3 separate regions of the Mus musculus genome follow, and all the other regions are linked to region 2. Evidence: chromatin contacts called from public Hi-C and HiChIP or PLAC-seq data. All regions are on one chromosome and are shown on one strand. Each heading gives the region's core, a stretch centred on a gene start, on an enhancer-like site or on the middle of the called end of the contact. The rest is flanking DNA. Distances are from core to core; before and after follow the strand shown.

What was found. A called contact is a pair of places that touch in the nucleus more often than the background predicts. HiChIP or PLAC-seq counts read pairs in DNA pulled down with a chosen protein or histone mark.
Region 1: a contact with region 2 is called in a FOXA1 HiChIP or PLAC-seq map of pancreatic cancer cells. The contact joins the enhancer-like site here to the promoter of Cyp2u1 in region 2. A contact is called at or near these places in 3 of 39 promoter capture datasets (3T3-L1-derived adipocytes, HPC-7-derived erythroid cells and embryonic stem cells) and 2 of 115 datasets of contacts at active chromatin or transcription factors (pancreatic cancer cells and stem cell-derived neural progenitor cells).
Region 3: a contact with region 2 is called in a Hi-C map of pancreatic cancer cells, with 2.7 times the contacts expected there. The contact joins the enhancer-like site here to the promoter of Cyp2u1 in region 2. A contact is called at or near these places in 3 of 39 promoter capture datasets (the 3T3-L1 cell line, the HPC-7 cell line and the SN4741 cell line), 1 of 484 Hi-C or Micro-C datasets (pancreatic cancer cells) and 2 of 115 datasets of contacts at active chromatin or transcription factors (pancreatic cancer cells and stem cell-derived neural progenitor cells).

The regions. Positions count from the first base shown.
Region 1 is chr3:131,912,247-131,915,361 of GRCm38.p6, forward strand. The region is part of intron 1 of Gm29865 (a long non-coding RNA gene); the gene reads left to right. Among named protein-coding and RNA genes, the nearest start is that of Gm29865, 21 kb to the left of the region's middle. Within about 2 kb of position 1,460, at least 32 of the 459 cell types and tissues checked have an H3K27ac peak or open chromatin away from gene starts, as enhancers often do. A contact at or near this core is called in pancreatic cancer cells, where this site is marked.
Region 2 is chr3:131,301,768-131,304,869 of GRCm38.p6, forward strand. Cyp2u1 (cytochrome P450, family 2, subfamily u, polypeptide 1) reads right to left here and starts at 1,460. Exons shown (of 5, transcript NM_027816.3): 1 at 913-1,460. The coding sequence starts at 1,360.
Region 3 is chr3:131,819,552-131,822,358 of GRCm38.p6, forward strand. No RefSeq gene overlaps it. Among named protein-coding and RNA genes, the nearest start is that of Gm29865, 72 kb to the right of the region's middle. Within about 2 kb of position 1,305, at least 5 of the 459 cell types and tissues checked have an H3K27ac peak or open chromatin away from gene starts, as enhancers often do. A contact at or near this core is called in pancreatic cancer cells, where this site is marked.

The DNA of each region.
Region 1 (3,115 bases), core at 210-2,709, 610 kb after region 2:
ATGGTCTCATTCTCTGCAGGGTTTTATGGAGCTTAGATTATTATTATTTTTTGTTTGTTTGTTTAAGAAAGATCGGCTTTCATCAATGCCAATGCTTTCTCAGTAGTCCCTGCTCACCTCCAATACTGTGATCCTCCTGTCTCAGTTTCCCACATGCTGGAATTTGACATGATCCATCAGGCGGAGCTTCCACATTGTCCTTCCGTCACTTAAATTGCTGCACTTCTGTCTGTGTATACCTGGAGCACATGCTGACAGAGGACTTAAGACTGCGTCTGTAGGCTCAGCACTGATTTGTTTTGTTTCTGTCCGCAAGGAATGGAGGGCTGGAGAGCCACTGTTAGCGATTCCCATTTATTCCCTGGATTTAGCCACTGGACCCAGAAACAAATGGTGAACAGAGCTCTGTCATACTCGGTACCTCCTTGGGCAGCCGCTACTCAGCCCTGAGCATCCTTTAGGAATAGGGAATTGTTAGTAGAAGTTACTCCTTAGGCCAACATCCCAACACAGAGGAGAATCCCCTCTGAATGAGTGCCGTAGGCTTCTATAAGAAACGTCCTTTGAGTTTCCCTTTAATTATTTTCAAACCATCCAGATTCAGATGCATGTTCTAAGCCCCTAAAATACCAGGCCAGCAAGATGGTTCAGTGGCTAAAGGAGCTTGCTGCTAAGTCTGATAATCGTAGTTCAAAATCCAAACCCATAGGGTGGAAGGAGACCATTGACCCCTGTATGTTGTCCTCTCCCTCCGCATGGAGACGCACAATATGGCCCCGCCCACTCTGTACTCCAGAAACCGCTTTTCTCAGGGACGCCAGTTGTCACTCTTTCTTTCCTTGTATTCTCCTTTTCATTTAAATATACGCCAGTCATTTCAAACATATTTTTTTTTGAATCCCAAATTCATCCTTTCCCCAAACTCCATTATGCAGACGTTTTTCTTTCTTCCTTATCAGTCCTGCCTAGCTATTTTAAGATTCTCTCCCTCTTGTTGTTCTTCCAGCCCAGCTTCCCTGTTTGTGTAGACAGTGTATTTATTGCACAAAGCAAACAAGAGCCCCAATCAAACAGAATTAAAATCAAATCTGATAAAGTGCTGCATTCCTGATTTTAAAGTTAATTTATTCTTCCAGGTAGATGGCAGGCGTACCCTTTTATTTCTCAAGGATCAGACGGGTCGATGAGTTAGATTAAGTTTGAACACGGTGGTTCTGGGCTCAAGGTGAGATGACTGTACGTTCCACATCTTGGTACCATCAGCCGAGGCTGATGCATGGTAAGATTGGGGATATCAGCTTTGCCCTGTGGATCATCAGATCATGGGTCTAGAAGTGAGGAAGCCCTAGGAGATACAGACAAAACGCCACTGTGGAAGAATGACTCAGTGCTGGGTCACGGAGCAAGGCAGGCATCTGGGAAAGAAACCAGGCTTCTGTTTCAAGAAGACCGAGTCATCCCGGTATCCGTTATCTTGGACATACCCAGAGCTGGGAAGTGGCTTCTCCCCTGATGCCTGTGGTTAGCTGTACACCCTCATGGAAGTGACAGCCATTGTTGACGCTTGCTGAGGATTTCATAACAGAGATACTAAACCCAGTGCCCCACACTGCCTAGTTCAATGAATTCCCAAAGTAAAAAACCATGCTCCCTGCCCCCACCCCCAATTGTGTGAATGAAAAACCAGAAGTTAAATAGGTTAAATTTTTTTGCCCAAGCCGAGCAGTGGTGGCACATGCCTTTAATCCCAGAACTTGGGACTCAGAGACAGGTGGGTTTCTGAGTTCGAGACCATCCTGGTCTACAGAGTGAGTTCCAGGAAAGCCAAGGCTACACAGAGAAACCCTGTCTCAAAAACAAAAACAAAAAAACAAAACAAACAAAAAAATTTCTTGCCCAAGGTTAGAGAGTCAGGAAGTCACACAGCTGGGATTTTAACCCATTTTATCAATGTGGGATCCAACTCCCTTAACTACAAGTTCAAAGTGCAAAGCAGAACAGAGACAGGATCGGTACAGCAGGGGCTCCTAGTGATAGACGGATGATAGATATACCTGCCCAAGGACCCACCAGGCAAGGAGATGTTAGTGATATATTTGATTTCTTCTTCTCAAATTTTGAACAGCTGTGAGGCGTTTAGAATATTGAGTCCAGTAACAGTATATATAAATAACCTTAACTTGATCCCCTTTGATTTTATTTTTGGATGGCATAGCTTTGTTCTTTCTTTATTTCAGCTAAGCCTCCACTGCATGTTCCCTGAGCAGCAGAATGATCCATTTCAGAGGCATATTTTATGCGATGCTGACACCAGCTGCTCCATGGAGACCTTCAGCCTCCTGCCAGAGTGTAATTGGCACCCAGGAGCAAGCAGGCTCCAAAACACCAAAAAAGCAAATGTGTTTAGCAATAAGTCTTTATCTCTGCATAAAAAAAAAAAACAATAAATTGGGATAAGTCTGAGCAGCTAGTCTCTAAACACACACACACACAGAATTTATTATGTGAAGGCTTAGCGTATTGCCAAAAGGGAAGACGCTAGTGCTGCCATCTTAACAGTTTCTCTATAACTTGTTTTGTATATATATATATATATATATATATATATATATGAACAAAAACGGAACTTTATGGAGTTTGCATTATGGATATAAACACGATTGAAGGTAATGGAGAACACGAAGGAAAAATGATTTACCATTTTCAAGCCTCCAAAACTTCCACTGAATTAGAAAGTTATTCTTTTTACCTCGGTCAAGGTTGATTTATAACTTCCCCGTATAATACAAGTTTATGCATCAGAGGTACCAGCAAAACGGTATGTGGTATAGGAAAGCAAAGGGTCATGCACAGGGAGAAAGATGGGCAGTGAGGGATTAAACAAGGAAGGTAACCAGCTGTGAATCAACAAACCATGACAGTACACACTCAAGACAAACGTCATAACAGGAACTGCTATTTGCATAACAAAATGAATAAAAAAGAAAACCAGGTGTGCACCCATTGTTGAAGTTGCCGACAGAGAGCCTTGGCTTCTACAAATGGCTCTGTGGATTGGATCTCTACCAGCACTCAGAGAACCACAAATGGACAATAAATGAATTGGAAGATCACT
Region 2 (3,102 bases), core at 210-2,709:
CAAGAGGCCACTAAGGTGCACGCAATTCAGCGCATCCAACTTCTGTTTTCTGCAGAGGCTGGAGTGGCCTTAGGAACAAGAACTAACTACCCTTGATATAGCAGTCAAGCTCTCCGTGCTCCAGCCCAGTGCTCACACCTGCCCTCCCCATTACAGGTGCCTCCAATTCCAGAGCTTTCTGAGGCCTTACATGGGGAGTTTCCAAGGCAAAATTAGAAATGGGGTGAGGGAGGGGATATCAAAGTATGAAGTCAGGGGGCCACTCTCCTGAACCGAAGCATATATATGCCACCCACAATGGATTCAGTCTTGTACTTCAGTGTCTGAAGACAGAACACAGGATTGACAGGTGGCTGGAGAATAGGAGATCGAGACCCTGTGTCTGCCGAGGGAGATATACACGGGCTCTGGGAACAGACTGGCTATCTTGAAATATTCTCTCAAAAAAATTAGTCACTTTCTCTTAAATTTAACCTCAGGCAAGTTCTTTAGTCACCCGCGGGGAGCAGCCACATTCTTTGCCAAAATATTAGAGGCTATGAACACATCCGGTTCACCAGTCTCCTAGCTTGGATTCTGGCCATTCCTAAGGGGGAAAAAAATATCTTCTTATACTTTTGCAACTGAATGATACTCGGTGAAATGAATCCCCCTCCCCCTTTTCCTAACACAGCCAATGTTTAGAAACGTTGAGATCAGACCTATGCGTGAGAAGGCCTCACTTGGGACAAAGGAAGGCTTCCGGGGTGGGTGGTCCTTATTTTACAGTTTGGTGCCCACACCTCCCTCACTTTCCAGTGTGTCTCCCACTTTAATCGCACACTAGAAAGCCACGCCTCCGTCCTCTATCCCCTATGCTGGTCATGACGCAGGTCCTGCCGCCTGGGGATCCTGAGCCCGCGGCGCGCTCACCCTTCTCCTTGGTCATGATGGAGATGAGCGGCATCCGCGGGCGGTCACTGAACACTTCAGCCTGCTGCACTAGCGCCTCGCGCACGCTGTGGAAGTCGCTGAGGACCACCACCAGACGGTGGCCGATGAAGAAGCTGAAGATGTTGCCATAGACACGGGCCATCCTGGCCAGGTACACATGCTGGCCCACCGTGTCCGTCTGGCTGCCCGAGCCCAGCCAGAACTGCGGTCGTAGAAAGCGCGGCACCAGCAAGTGCCCGAAGTTACCCACGAGTGGCCGAGGCTTGGGCCCCGGAGGGATGCCGCAGGCGCGTTGCCGCCGCAGCCAAACCCAGCCTAGCAGCACCGCCAGCAGGCAAAGTAGCAGCGCGCCTCCTGTCGCCCGCACGTGCAGTCTAGCTCCCGGCTGCTCCCCTGCCGCGGGACGCTGGTCCCCGAGCGAGGACATGTCCCAGGTACCGCCTGCATCTAGCTCCGCTGCAGACGCGCCGGCACCGCGACAGTAGCCGGCTACATGACTCAAGGTCAACCGCGAGGCAGGGCAAGGCACGCCCTTCCGATTGGCTGCGCCGCGTGCCCCTCTCGGGATCCTCCAGTCAGCTGCTCCTGCATAAGGTGGGGGCGGGACGTCCTACGGGACGGCTGGTGGTGACGAGTGGTCTCTCGCAGCACAGCTGAGCTGTCCTGAGTGGGGTTTTGTTTGTTTGTTTGTTTGTTTGTTTGTTTGTTTTGCCAGTTTAGTGCACTAGCAGCAGCAGGCTCCTCCAGGGGGTGTGAGCTTTCTGTGGGTTTCTGCATATGGCCTGACTATATCAAAACACTCAGAGAACCCGGGCTGGGTGACTGCTTTATTAATTAGCCTTAGACAAGACCTGAAATGCTGAGCTAGTATCCAACAATGTGATGTGTGGATATTCCAACATCTGGGGATGGCTCCAGAGTGCTTTACCTTCCTGTCATTTACAGGCCAGATGTTGTGGTTTCTCTCGGTTAGACTCTCCCTAGAATTGTCGATGCCCCCCCCCCTTTTTTTTCTATTTTAATTTTTCTATTCTTATTTCTATTTTCTACTTTTATTTGAATCTTGATAGCCTAGAACTCCTTATGTAGACCAGTTTGGCTACCAATTCAGAGATCCACCTACATCTGCCTCCAGAATTCACATATTAAAGACATATACTACCATGCTGGGGGAGGGGGTCAAATTCTAGCCCATGCTTGTGGTAGGGAAGTGCTTCACCTGTGATCCACGTTTGGTTCCTGTGTTAGATCACTCCCTCCCAACAAACACACGCACACACCACACAGAATTTGAACACTATGGTGCGTTATAAATATGACCAAAGCTTGAAGGGTGGTGACTTCTTTTCCTATTATGTGGGTTTTTAAAAAATATCTACTGTTCTCTACTGCTTTTGCCGTAGTTAGTAAAGTACACAAATACATTCTTCCTTCTCCCCTCCACAAACTACAAAAGCCCCTGTCACATTTCCAGTAATTAACCCTTATCAGATTCCTTTTCTTGTGTGACTTTAAACAAGATTTCCGAGTATAAGACATTAAGATGTTCATTATTATCTTGTTACTGTCTTGCAACTGGCCGCTCCTGTAACTCACAGTCCAGCCTTAATTGGAAGCCCCCTGTTTACGCTTCCACTGTTGGGTGCGATCACAGGAGTACTGTACTCTCCCCAGAGCACACATACACTTTCCAGCTGCTTGTTGGCAGATGCAGTCTCCAATACGGCATTTCCTTCTCTTTATGCCATTCTCTAACCCACTACTATCGGGTGAGCTCAATTCACAAATTATCTTAAGCTGTTTAGTCCCCCTTTTTCATGGCACAGCAGGAATCTATCCGACCCATTTGTCTTATCTTCTGCCTCTTCCCTGCCACCAAACACCCAGACTGCTGCCGCGTGCCCCCTCTTTGAAATATTCTCTGCAAAAAAATTAGTCACTTTCTCTTAAATTTAACCTCAGGCAAGTTCTTTAGTCACCCTCGGGGAGCAGTCACATTCTTTGCCAAAATATTAGAGGCTATGAACACATCCGGTTCACCAGTCTCCTAGCTTGGATTCTGGCCATTCCTAAGGGGGAAAAAAATATCTTCTTATACTTTTGCAACTGAATGATACTCGGTGAAATGAATCCCCCTCCCCTTTTTCCTAACACAGTTGGAATTAAGAG
Region 3 (2,807 bases), core at 55-2,554, 520 kb after region 2:
CGGTTACGTTCCTAGGTTAGAAACTGTTCCTCAAACCCTGAGATGGAGGATGCTAGCCATCTGCTTAGCTCTAGATAATCTTCATCCACCATTATGGGTCATATTGTCCATTTTCATTTAGCAAATGATCAGGACAGGATTGGTGAGAAAGTTATGGCACAGAGATAATATCAATTTTAGGTACAAACCAACCTGGTTTATCATCCAGACTGTCTTTTGGAAGCCGTGGCTTATTTTATAAGTTACATCATCACTTTATGCTTTGGGCTCTCTCATTTGTCAAGTTAGTATTCAGTAAACAAGTTTTAGGTTCTCTTAATGTCGACCACATAATGCGGGTGCACTGTGATCTGATCCTATTCTTCCCTGGAGTTGAGATAATTCTTTGTGCCAACAGAGACTGTGAGTTCTAGTTTGACAAACAACCCAAGACAGACTAGTCTAGACAGTGTTCCTTGTGAAGTAACATGCTACCAGATAGTCTACCGAAGAGATGGTGGAAAGGGCTTGCTTAATTGATTCCTTTTAGGGCCACTGCTGCATTTCCTTTATAGTTGGACTGATTTTCATTAGGATTTTGGGACACAAGCATGTTCTAATTTATGTGTCTGCTCCACCATTTCCTATTTTTCTTCATTGTGCATCCTTTGGAGCCTTAGTCAACAGCTTTCATTAAGTGCTGTGAAGCAATAGTGCTCTGTAATTAATTAACCCACTGGATCATTTCTATATAGTGTAGCATTAGTAACTGTTCTGAACTTTCTCTTCTATGCTCTTAAGGACCTGTGTGTGAGCATAGATGTTGATGCTTGAAGAGTGTTGTCTAAACTGTTAACATTTGGGAAAGAAAGAACAAAATCTGTCACTTTTGTAAACAGATATAGTCAATTTGACATTATATCTCTTCCTTAAAAGTTGCTTTAATCGTCTCAGGGAAGGAGGACTGAAAACACTTGCTTTATTTTAGCTCTAGCTTTGTACTTCTCTGAATGTGTTGGCCCTGTTGGGGGATGTGGGACACAGAAGGAAGGCAGACAGCTCAAGTAGCAAACCTTATCAGTGGGGTTCATACTGTCTTCCTAAACCTGGTCTCAGGGCTAGCTGTGGGAAATCATGATTTTCATTCTCTTAGGCTTGGGTGAAAATACTAGCAAATTCCAGTTCCCTGTACTGAAATTCTACATATTGAGTTTAACTGTTGACTTTGATTTTGATTATTCTTCCTTTGTAGCAGTATGGAGAGTTGATGGCAGAAGTTGGCATACCAGGAATAATCAGCTAGTTTCATTTTCTTATTGTGAGTCATTGTCTTTAGGACCTTGGTTTCTAGTAATGTGTAGCTAAGAAACCACACACAGGCCTTGGCAAGGTCTTATGTTTGACCTAAAGGGGAGTTTAGTCGATAGTCTCAAATGTTTTCTTGGAAACGACAGAGAAAAGGCTCTTTAACAAGTTTGACTCCACAGTTTCAAAATTTTTATGAGGTTAAGATTTCTGGCCATTTGTCTCATATGAAAGACATGGGGTCAATACAGAAGATAAAAACTTAAGTTTAATAGGTAGATTACCTACTGTTCTAGGTCCCAATCAAGTCCTTAGAGAGGAGATTTGGGTGTGGGGAGGAAAATGGTATCAAGGTCGACAGTCTCATAAATTAAAGGAACGGCATAAGAAGTATCAGTACTTGTGAAATAAGCCTCACCAAAGGATCTTTCCACTTTCATTGTGATTAAATAGCAGGGTTTGAAATACCATAAAAGCATTTTAATGGAAACAGACTGTTAATGTGAGCATTGCTTGAACCCTAGTACTGAATGATAAAAATAAAACATTATTAGCTCTCTCATAATCTGGTGAAGGGGCCTGGTCAGGTGAAATCACATAGTGGTTCCATTTTCAATTTTCTTTTTCAGAAAATTCCATACTGAGTTTTCAAATGTTTTCCTTTTATTCTCTCCACCATTTCAAAGTTTCAGGTCTTGCTCTGAGTCTTTGATCCATTTGTATTAACTTTTGTAGAGGGTGAGAGACAGGGCAATCCTTTCAGCTCTTTCCAGCAGACCCTTTCCCTACTACTTATTAAAGTAACTACTTTTATTCAACACATGTGCTGGGTACCCTTGGTGAGGCTCAGGAGGCTAAAAGTCTGCCTGGCCTCCTTTCTGGGCCTTCTGTTTTATAGCATTTGTCTATATCTTTTTGTGTGTGTGTGTGTGTGCAAATACCACATAGGTTTTGTTCCTGGGATAGTTGTAAATTCTCCACCAGAGTTTTGTGTTCCACTTAACACTGCTCTGGCCATTCAGGGACTTTCAAGTTTCCATATGAATTTTATGACTGTCTTTTCTTGTTCTGCGAAGAACTGAAAAATGTTGTCAGAATTCTGATGGGGGAGTCCTCAGAAACTACAGATTGCTTTTGATCATATGACAGTTTTTACATACTCTGTGGACCAAGAGTTTGGGAGGTCTTTTCATCTGTTAGTGCCTTCTTCAGGTTCTTCATTGTCTTACAGTTTTCACTGTAGATGACTTCATCTCCTTCAGTGGATTTAAAAGGGCGCAAGGACAGAAAGGCAGACAGGGTATTGGCAACTTGCTGACTTGTGTCTCTGTAAGAATCAGAGCCCACTGTCTGATTAAAAGCTGGGGAGTTATAGGAAAGAAGGGGGAGAGGCTGAGAAGGGCATTGAAAACTTACCATTTGTGGCCCACCATTGGCCATTGTTAGAAGTAACCAGTGAGCAATCGGATAAAGAATGCTGGGGTGGTCGATGCCTTTGCTGGCTGGTCGTCACTTGGGATCCA